Linked DNA regions of Oryctolagus cuniculus: region 2 is linked to region 1. The links are chromatin contacts, called in public Micro-C maps. All regions are on one chromosome and are shown on one strand. The core of a region is the stretch at or near the end of the contact, and the rest is flanking DNA. Distances in the headings are between cores, read along the strand shown. Region 1 overlaps LOC127492483 (translation initiation factor IF-2). Region 2 overlaps LDLRAD4 (low density lipoprotein receptor class A domain containing 4).

Region 1 (5,104 bases), core at 2,264-4,763:
TAACCTTGGAAGTTCAACATTTTCCCAATACCAAGTAAATGAGTAAATAAATGCAGCGGAGAGAGAGGGGGAGGGGGAGGGGTGGTGGTGTGGGGGTCACTTGTGTGGGGCGGGGCGGGGGGGGTGCAGAGCAAAATCTGCAAAACAAAAGTACAGTCATTAAAAATTAATAAAGGGTGTGGACATCCAGCCCCCACCCCCTTCTGCTCGTGGGGATTCGAGCCAGACATTCTGCATCCTCATTAAGTGGAGTCTGGCAGGCTGCCGGAGTTTTAGTGGGTTCTGGGAATGCCAATATATTAACCAGAGGACTTTTTGCATACCCTTTAGAGTTTTTATTCTAGAAAAGTCAACCATTTGGCACGGTGGAGCCTTATTTTTGTCCGGGAAAGCTCTCAGCTGCCAATCATGGGAGAAATTATAGCTATGTTCTTCGTAATTTCCAAGACCTATCTGGAAAGCAAGCTTAGTGGAAAGAAAAAGTCCGCACAAAAACAGCTCAAAAGGCCAGAGGACCATTTTTAGTGGGAATTCAAAGAAAAGCAATGCACACTTAGATCACGTGGATACATGACAACAGAGACATTATTTTCAAGTCCTCCCGTGACAGAGGGAAAAATAATGACATGAATTGGGGATCTTAACCCCATATTTCTCCAGCAATTAATAGCACAGGTGCTTGCTTCTTTCCTTTGGTTGCCTAACAATGATGCAAGAAATGACACACACACACACACACACACACACACACCCCTCCCTAAAAGGTGGCAGGGCTTGTGGTCTGAATTCGCTAACAGAGGCAGAACCCCTACCTTCCTAATTTAAAACTCAAGATTCACCTTCCATGTGCACCCATAATATAGGTCAAGATGTAATTCTAGACTAACACAGCCCATGTAGGCAGAAAGTCACTTTGACACAGAAAATAATGGCTTCCAGGAGATTTCTCTGAGACCTAAAAAAGGAAGGAACAGAGACGAGGAGAGGAACAAAGAAAGGAAAGAGCAGTTGAGGATTACATAGCAATTCTGTCACTGTTCACATTTAATATCCATGTGCCTGCATAAATTATGTTAAATGTTTCTAAAAATTTTTTTCCAGGTTAAAACGGTATGCTCTTCCTTGGCAGATCTGCTTCTAGGGTTTATTTCTTCTCTCTTAACTCTGAAGACAGTTTCCTCACAGAGAAGGCTGGGTAAGCCTAGATTTGGACAAAGAGTGAGAAGAAACATGGCACAGGTGACCAGAAAAATGTGACCGGATCACCGGCGACAAGGATGCTCGATCAGAGCCCTGAGTGGCTCTAATTTTATGTGACACCTTTGGTGCACCACCACGGTGACCTGATGCTGGGTCAATGCAAAGGGGGCCAGAGCTCAGGGGTCTCTAGCCAGAAACTACTCCCACGGAGCCAAAGTCAGTCTCCGACTCTACATTCTCCTGGCAGGCTGGAGAGCCGCCCCTCTAGCAGCCAGGATGAAAGACAGCATCCCCCGAGCAGGCAAGGCTGCCTTGCCAGGCTGCTAAGTCAACCAAGACTACATACAGCACAGTCCCAAACTGTAAACACCTCTGCAGACAGGACCTTGCTCTCAGAAAACTATTCTTAAAACACTGTCAGCAGTTGGGAGAAAATAAATATTTGTCTATGTATGTATATACTTGGGTGTGTGTGGGGGGGTGAGGACTGTTGAATCTCAAATGATGTGCCAACAAATTGGCACAAAATCCCTTAATAAGCAGCTGGTCCTGGCTGGGCGCCACTGCAGGATTGTGGTCATGCAAACTGAGCCCACCGCCCCCCCCCCCCAAGGATTCAAGAGACAGCCTTGAAAAACTGCTGGGAAAAGTCTTCTCCAAGGCAAACGCAAGCCGAGCCCAGGGAGACCCATGGCCAGGGAGGGCGAACCCTTCCAAGGGTAACAGCAGGATGTTAAGGAATTGGCAAGGTCTTTTAAAACAAGGGAGGGAAGGTAGCTACAATTCCATCACAGCAAATCCCTTATTGGCATTCGCAGTCTCAGCCCTGATTCCCAACAGTGTGTACAATGTCAACAGCAAAGTGGAGCTCTTAAAAGAATTAAGCTTTCAGAGACCATGAGGCATTTACCCCCACGTTTTAAAATGCACCTGCTTGTGCAAGGGCCATCAAATGACATTTCAGGGGCTGATCATGAACCACATGTCGCAATTCAGTAGGTGCACATGGGTGACATTCAGATCTACTCATCTGCCTATGCAATCAATTCAGCTCAACACGAGGATCCTTTACTGCACACGAAAACTACAGTGGGAGAGAACTGTACAGAAAACGAAGGCAAGTTTACAGTAAACAATTTTAAGGAGCAAGGGAAGACTGAATCCTCATCTGCAGAGTGCAGACATGACTTAATGCAGTGCTAGTTGCTCCGTGTAGACTTTACAGAGCCTTCCCTGTAATTTAATACTCAGTGCCCAGGCTCCAGGGCAGACACAGACAGGAGAATGCCCTTCTTGGCCAGCCAAACTAGCAGAAAGGGCCATTTTTAAAGGGAAGTTTCCCAGCGCTGGCTCTGCGGGAAGGCGCCAACCTCCATGCCAGCCACGGAACCCTATTTTTAAGAGCCGGCGCTGTGCACACCATCTGTAGTCATCTCTGCTGCTCAGAACTTAGTGACAGAAGCTCTTGCAATCAACGTTCCACACAGCTAACCCCACCTTGCAGCCCACAACGTAGCACACAGTAGGTCTGCAGTAACTGTAAGGGAGGTTGAGAAACCAGCACTGGCTGACCTGCACCTGAGGGGTCCAGGGATAAGAATGTGGCAAAAATAATTAGAATGGGGGGCGGGGAGGTTAGAGGAAAAGAAGAGGAGCAAATCAAAATTATCCAATTCTAGCTAATTAAAAGATTCTTTGGGGAAAACAAAAATTAACGCTGGCTTCATGTGGCCCTTGCCATTCAGCACTCACTCCTGTGCCTGGTAGCAGCCCCCAGTTAGCTCTGCTCCCTTAAAGAGTCCTCTCCCAGTCCTGACAGGCGGACCCTCGGCCCTGCCAGGTAACCTGGAGACCAGGGCGCTCCCGGAAGCGCCTTCTCCAGGTGCCGCCCACCACCCCCAGCCCCACGCGTCCCCGTTGCCCTGAAAACCTCTGCCTCCTTGGGAAACCTCCTCCTTTTTCAAATGAAAAAAAAAAAAAAGTTTAAAAGCAGGCAAATGCCCTCCCCTCCGTCCTCGCGAAATTAGCCTCCACAGAGCCAACTGAGAGCCGCCCGCGTACTCACAGGGCGCGCCCCAGCCCCACTCCGGGCTGCGCACCGGGCAGGGGTCCGAGGAAGCCTCCTGGCGGCCGTGCGGGGCAGCAGACCCCGCAACAAGGCCAGTGCCGGCCCTGCCGAGTGCTCGTCGCTTCCTGTTTATTCCACGCTGAGGGTCACCGAGAAATGCAGCACACGCCTGCTTCCTGCGGGGCTCTGGACTCAGCCTGAGCACAGCAGCAGCCACCAAGACATCCACGTCCCAGCCAATGCAGGGAGCGCGGGCGGCCCCGCGACCGACGTCAACGCGTGCGGGGGCACCCGGCGGACGTCGGGCAAGGCGGGTCCGAGCGTCTGGGGAGTGTGGGGTGCAGGGGGCAGCACGCAGGGCGAGGATGCGGGCCGCTCGCGCCCCCTTCCTCCCTGCAAACTACCGGCAAGGTCCTGCGCGATCTTCCCGCTTCTCGCCGACCTCCAGTCCCCTTTCCCGCAGGGGTCCGCGAGCGGCCTAAAGGGGTGGCAACTGCCGGGGCAGCCCCGCGCACATCCTGGCTTCCAGTGCTGCAGAATTAGAGTCCTGCGACCTCGGGACGCCCGCGCCCAGGGCACCGGGAACAGAAAACGGGCTGGGGGTAAAGGTGGAGCGACACGACTGCTACAAGCACAAGCACCCCTCCCTGGGCGAGCGCCCCGGGGCACCGGCCGTGCCCACCCGCGACCCGGCGCACAGACCTCGCGCCCTTGTCTCCGGGGGACGCGCCGTGCTGGGAGGGTGCGTGGCGCCTGCCGCTCCCTCCGACCCCTCCGACGGCGCAGGCTCGCGGACGTCCCGTTCCCGGAGCGTCCAGTCCCCGCGTCCCCCGCCCCCTCGGCCACCGCTCCCGCCCGAGCGCGGTGGTGAACTTGGGCCAGCCGCCGCGACCACGGCAGCCAGCCGGGTCCGCACTCACCTGCGGCCGCCGCTCCGAGCGGGGCGGGGAGCGCCCGCAGTGCGGCTCGCGGGCCACCCGGCCCCGCCGGCCGCGGGGAGGGGCGCGGGGCGCGGACTGCGGCGGCGGGGGGCGCGGGCGGGCTGGCCGGGAGCGCAGCGCGCCGGGCTCTTTAAGAGCCGAGGACCTGACACCCGCGCCGCCCCCGCGCTCCCCGCCCCCTTGCACTTTCCCAGGGACTCGCAGGCTGTCTGGCGGCGGCGGTGGCGGCGGCTCCTCCCCGGCTCGCAGGGGATCCCCGGCCGGCCGCGGCGGCACGCGGGGCGGGCCGGGCCCACCGCGTTCGCGGGCTCGTCCCTCCGGTCCGGGTCCGCTGCCTGGGGGCGGGGGCCGAGGGAGCGGTGCCGCGGCCGTGCGGGGGAGGTAGCCGCCGCCCGCCGCCGTCTGTCTGCAGCCGGAACCGTGCGCGCCGAGGCTGCGTCTGTCGCCAACTCCTCCAGTCTCTCCCCTCCTCCTCCCCACTCCGCCGCGGGGACCCGGCGCGAGGCCAGGCCGCGGGGGGCGGGGGGCCGCCGCGGCGGAGGCGCGATGGGGGTCCCGGCGCGCCCGGCCCACACGCGCCCGGAGGCGGGGAGCGTGCGGGCGCCCAGGCTGCGGCCCCCGGCTCGCCGGGCTCGGGCTAGCGGGGCGCGCGCCGCCGCCGGCAGCCCCGGGAACTCCAGGCCACGCGGAGATTGCCGACAGCGCCCCCCGCAGGAGCCGACCTGGCGCCTGCGAGCCGGGGGCAGTCTCCGGGGACCGGGCCGGCGTGTCTGCCCCGCGCAGAGGGACTGCGGACACAGGCAGGAGGGCCACGGGACACGCAGCAGGGCGGGGGATCTCGGGAGACCTGCGAGGTCGCGCTCAGGATTCCGCCCTCAGGCTGGGAAGGAGACGG
Region 2 (4,958 bases), core at 83-2,582, 410 kb before region 1:
TGATGCCAGCATCCCATTGGAGCACAGGTTCGAGTTCTGGCTGCCACTTCCAGTCCAGCTCCTCACTAATGTGCCTGGCAAAGCAGCAGAAGATGGCCCGAGTGCTTGGATCCCTGCCACCCACACGGGAGACCCCCACGGAGTTCCTGCTGCTGGCTTTAGCCTGGCTCAGCTCGAGCTGATGCAGCTGACAGAAAATCTCTCTCTTTCTCTGTCACCCTGCCTTTCAAAGCAAAAAAAATTGCAAACTATGCAATTTTAAGTCTCAGATTGTGAAACTTGGATGAAACATGGGATGGTTCACGCTGTGGTGTGTAGAACTTTGCCCACACTCGCCAAGCTTTGTGGGGATCATGCAAAGATCAGTGATGCTCCACCTGATTTCTGTAAGAAATCTTAAATGGGCACAGACAGCCCCTTGAAGACCCTAGAGAAAATCCCTCTCTTGAACCTGAGCAATAGGTAACACTTAACCCATAAGGTACTGCTCCTGGGCCTGACAATGGGTCCCATGCCTGCACTATGGTGGGCCCTGCCCTGGCCGCCCCTTACCTCCGAGGTCCCCGGCCGTGGCACGGTGCTGTCTGAAGGCCACAGGCACCCTTCCTGGCATGGCAAAGGGGAGAGAAGGGAGGAACAAGAAACAGAGGAAAATCATTAGTGTCACGCAGTAACAGCAGCAGCAGCACCCAGAGACATCAGCTACAACTTTTAGAAAAGATCACATTGTTCCTTAGACAGCAGCGGATCTGCCTAAAGCACAGGGCAATCCTCTCCTTAGCACCCTCTGCCTGAAGCCGGGAGGAAGGGCTGGTGACCAAAAAGGGAAAATCAGAACGTTTAGATCCTGGCCATGAGGACTGGAAATCGGTCCATCACTCGCTCCTTCTACACATGTGTGTGCTCGAACAACCGTACTCAACCACTATCTGATAGTTTCAGGGTTCGCTCAACTTTGGAGCAGAGACCAGCCCCACATAAATGTGCACCCCAAGGCCTGCCTGGGCCCCGCTGCCAGCAGCAGTGGCAGCCAGGCACCGCCCACACCCTGGCCAGCTCACAAGTTCAAAACCGAGTTTCCAAAGCCGAGTGCCCTTCCGGCGTCTTCTCGTGAACTGATCTCTGCAGACGGCCAGGGCATGAGTCACTTGCCATCTAGCTGCCGAGTGTCCTTCTTCAGAACTGTCTGGCCAGCGACGGGCAGCGTTCCAGGCCAATCCTCACACCGTGCCCTCGGGCTGCCTCTGGTGAACCCGGATGTCGGGTGGGCTGTCAGCTAAGGGCCTGTTACCACAGTAAAGAGCTGTGCGGGGAGCGAGCGGGGGCCGGACGCCTTGTTTTTGGTTTCCCAGAAGAATGTACATCTGACCTTGGGAGAGAGCACTGAGGCTCGGTCCAGGTCTCGGCAGCAAAACGCCCCAACTCTCCGGATGAAAGGTCCGCCCTGTTCTTTTCTGTGGGTAAGCGTGCTAATATAAATACCCCCTTCGGTGCTAAACAGGGTGTTTGTCTACCACATACAATCCGTTCCTAAGATACCCCTAGGACATCATGGAATCAACAGCAAAAATATAAACTGAGCCAGCTGTGTGAAGAGGAAGTGTGGGCTTAAGGGTCTGACTATAGCATTATGTAATGGACCATTACAGCTCGGCCTGGTGACAGGTGAAGGCCCAGAGAGAATCAAATGACGGCTGTCCCTCACGCCCCACGGCCAAGCTGCTGGCATTGCCCCTTGAGCTCCTGCCCCTGTGGCCAGAATGAAGACCAAGAGCTAGGTCTCTGCTAGTGCTTGCAGCCACGCTCACTCTGGAAACAGCACGGCCAGCGCTCTCCTGGACGTCTTTATAAGGCTCCCAGCTCTGCCTGCCTGTGGGCCACTGTCACTGCTCTTCTGGGGACTTTAGTGTCCAGTTCCAACCTTTCGCTCCCAAGAAGGCACCAGGCCACAGGCACACGTGACAGAGAGAGCATGGTGCAGGGTGATGGTCAAAAACACCGCACCTGGGGGCCGGCGCTGTGGCGCAGCGGGTTGACGCCCTGGCCTGGAGCGCCGGCGTCCCATATGGGCGCCAGTTCTGGTCCCGGCTGTTCCTTTTCCAATCCAGCTCTCTGCTATGGCCTGGGAAAGCAGTAGAAGATGGCCGAAGTCCTTGGGCCCCTGCACCCATGTAGGAGAGCCGGAGGAGGCTCCTGGCTTCAGATTGGTGCGGCTCTGGCCATTGTGGCCAGTTGGGGGGTGAACCATCGTATGGAAGACCTCTCTCTCTTTTTCTCTCTGTGTAACTCTTGACTTTCAAGTAAATAAATAAATCTTAAAAAAAAAAAAAACCTGCGCAGGGCCCCACACTGGCTCCTGGCTGCCCTGCCTTCTTGTCCTTGGGCTCCCACCCTCACCACTTGGCACCCTGTGTGCTCCTCAGTGCAGGGCCTGGCCATCTGACACCACAAGGCCCTGTGGCCACCACTGACAAGGAGACTGCTCAGTCCATGGCACAGCTCAGCGGCTTCTCCCCAAACCTCTCTTCCGGGGGGGGGGGGGCGGCCACACTCCCTGACCGCACCACAACCAGTCCTGCCTGAGCTCCTGGCATTCACGCCCCGTCTCCTGAGGGTCCTTCTGTAGCTGCCACTCTGAGTAGCAGGGCAGCCGGCTCTCCTGCTGCCCCTGCTCTGCACGACCACGTGAAGGTCGTGCCCACTGTCAGCCCAGGCCCTTGGGCCTCTATGGTTTCCCCAAGGGCAGGGATCCCCCTCCTCTCCAGGCAACTCCCGCACCCGTATCCAGCAACTGGTGCTGGCGTCAAGTCACACTGGCTTCCCCGCGCTCTCTGCTTGGGTGCTTTAGACACTGCACACACACACGTGCATATTGCTCCCCGGGACTCATACAAGGGCTGCACCCCAGCCTGCCTTCCTCGGGCTCTGCGGCAGCTGGCGGGGAGGCTTTCCCAGGCGCTGCCTTTCCACAGCGCATTGCCAGTGCCTGTGTGCCTGTCGCTCCACAGCCAAGATCCTTCTCAGAGAAGTCACTCTCTGTCTGAACCCCTTCAGTCACGACAGGCAGTCCTCACGGGGAGAACCCTGGTACAAGGGAAGGCATGGGACGGGGGGCGGAACACAGCAAGTTCCCCAGCCACTTCCTACGGAAGAGAGATCCCGAGACCAGGAAACGAGTGTCTGGCACTGAGTAGAAGGCATGGCTGTGGGCTGTGTCCCTGGCCCCTCCCCCTCACAATCCCCCAAGCATGCAGCCACTGCGGAGCCCAGGTCCGCTCCCTGGGCCATACACACACGCGTGTCCCACACACGTAAGGGCTGGTGGCCCACCTGCTCCCGCCATTCACGGCAAAGGAACAAACTGTGTTCCATACTATCTCACGTGCAAACAAGTGTCCTTCCCTGAGGTCCGGGAGCTGGAAGGCAGAGCCTGGAGCAGGGGGAGGGTCCAGCATCCCCCTCCCCCGCCACGGGTGAAGCATTCTGGCCCTTTCCACCTTGGGACATCACTGCGCACTTGGAAGCTGGGATGGCTTGGAGACTGGAACACCTGCTGCCTGGCCTTTGCTTCTTGTAACAGCAAAATAGAAACCCCAAATGGTGGGGCGGGTGTTTGTGTCCACATCCCATACCAGAGCACTTGGGTTGGATACCCACCTCCACCTTCTGACTCCGGCATCCCGCCAGTGCACACCCTGGGAGGCACCCGTGATGCCTCAAACAGCTGGGTCCCTCCCACCCAGGTGGGAGACCTAGATTGCACATCCTAGTTTTTGCATAACCCAGCCCTGGCCACTGCAGGCATTTAGAGAGCATCCAGTGGATGCAAGCTCTCTTTCTGCCTCTCAAATAAATACATTAAAATAAACACTTAAATACAAAATAGGAAGAGATGCATCTAAAACCCCACCATCCCAATTCTTGAACTGTTTTCTTTTTTGCAAGTGCTTTCCAACAGTCCACCATGAGTGCCTCCCTCTACTGCCACCATTTCCCCCAGCTTTACTGAGCTGTAACTGACAAGTAAAAATTATTGGCACCCATACTCTTTTATCGACCACATAATAATCTAACTCTTCACTTGCATTCAACTGTCCTCTGCCTGAATTCATTTACATTCTTAGACACTTCCTTCACAAGCCCTCCGTCGGTGCACGGGATACATGGAGACCTCACAACAGAGGAAAGCTGTGCAGAAAACCCAGACCTGGGAGAGTGACCAGAGTTCTATAAGGGCTGGATCCCAGTCACCCCAACCCACTGCCATTATCCACTGATGGTGGACAAGTTTGCCCCATTAGCACTGAAGCCTCTCATGCTGCCCACTGGTGGAGCCCACTGACTCCTGCTCACCCTTGGTGGAGTGGAAAAGTCCTCTGATTCTGTCTGTGCCCAGGGTCCCAAGGGCCCTGCACCATTGCAGTGTGGGTAGCTGAGGACAGAGTTGGGGTCCTCCTTGTCTAGATCCTGCAGTTTCTGCAGCTCCAAACTGTAGGGAGCACATTTTTGGGGAAGGGGACTTAATCCATGGCTGGCATCTATTCAAAAGCCATTTCTGGACCCCCTTTTAAAATCGATTTTACCCTCAACAATGAAGGCTCTTAGGTTCTTGGAAGTGCTGCTTACACTGTTACATTGTGTTACACTGAGAATAAGCTGTGAGATAAAATAATGCCCAAGGTAATTCACAGAAATGGGAGCAGCAGAAACAAAATTCGTTAACGCTTTTATACAGGCCTAAGTGCATTCTCTCTGCAGGCTGTGTCCTTGTAAGATACCACTAAAAAGGAGGGAACACACTTGCCCGTCTGCGCCTCCATTACTTCGTCACACATGTACCGAATGCTCCCTTGCAGTGGATCTCAACCCTTGTGCGTGGCAACATGGAGACCATGGGTACACACCCAACAGGCACCAGTGCTGCCGGCTGCCGTGGGAAGGGGGTGGGATCCAGGCAG

The links. Hi-C and Micro-C count contacts between places; a contact is called where the count stands out from the background.
Region 2: a Micro-C map of ear pinna shows a contact between it and region 1, with 2.9 times the contacts expected there. The contact joins two enhancer-like sites. A contact is called at or near these places in 3 of 6 Hi-C or Micro-C datasets (ear pinna, psoas muscle and an unstated tissue).

The regions. Positions count from the first base shown.
Region 1 is chr10:70,120,395-70,125,498 of mOryCun1.1, reverse strand. LOC127492483 (translation initiation factor IF-2) reads right to left here. Exons shown (of 7, transcript XM_070049820.1): 3 at 4,189-4,997. Among named protein-coding and RNA genes, the nearest start is that of LDLRAD4, 170 kb to the left of the region's middle. Within about 2 kb of position 3,513, at least 5 of the 8 cell types and tissues checked have an H3K27ac peak or open chromatin away from gene starts, as enhancers often do. A contact at or near this core is called in ear pinna, where this site is marked.
Region 2 is chr10:70,530,420-70,535,377 of mOryCun1.1, reverse strand. It overlaps LDLRAD4 (low density lipoprotein receptor class A domain containing 4), which reads right to left. Exons shown (of 5, transcript XM_051852199.2): 4 at 553-606. Among named protein-coding and RNA genes, the nearest start is that of FAM210A, 56 kb to the left of the region's middle. Within about 2 kb of position 1,332, at least 3 of the 8 cell types and tissues checked have an H3K27ac peak or open chromatin away from gene starts, as enhancers often do. A contact at or near this core is called in ear pinna, where this site is marked.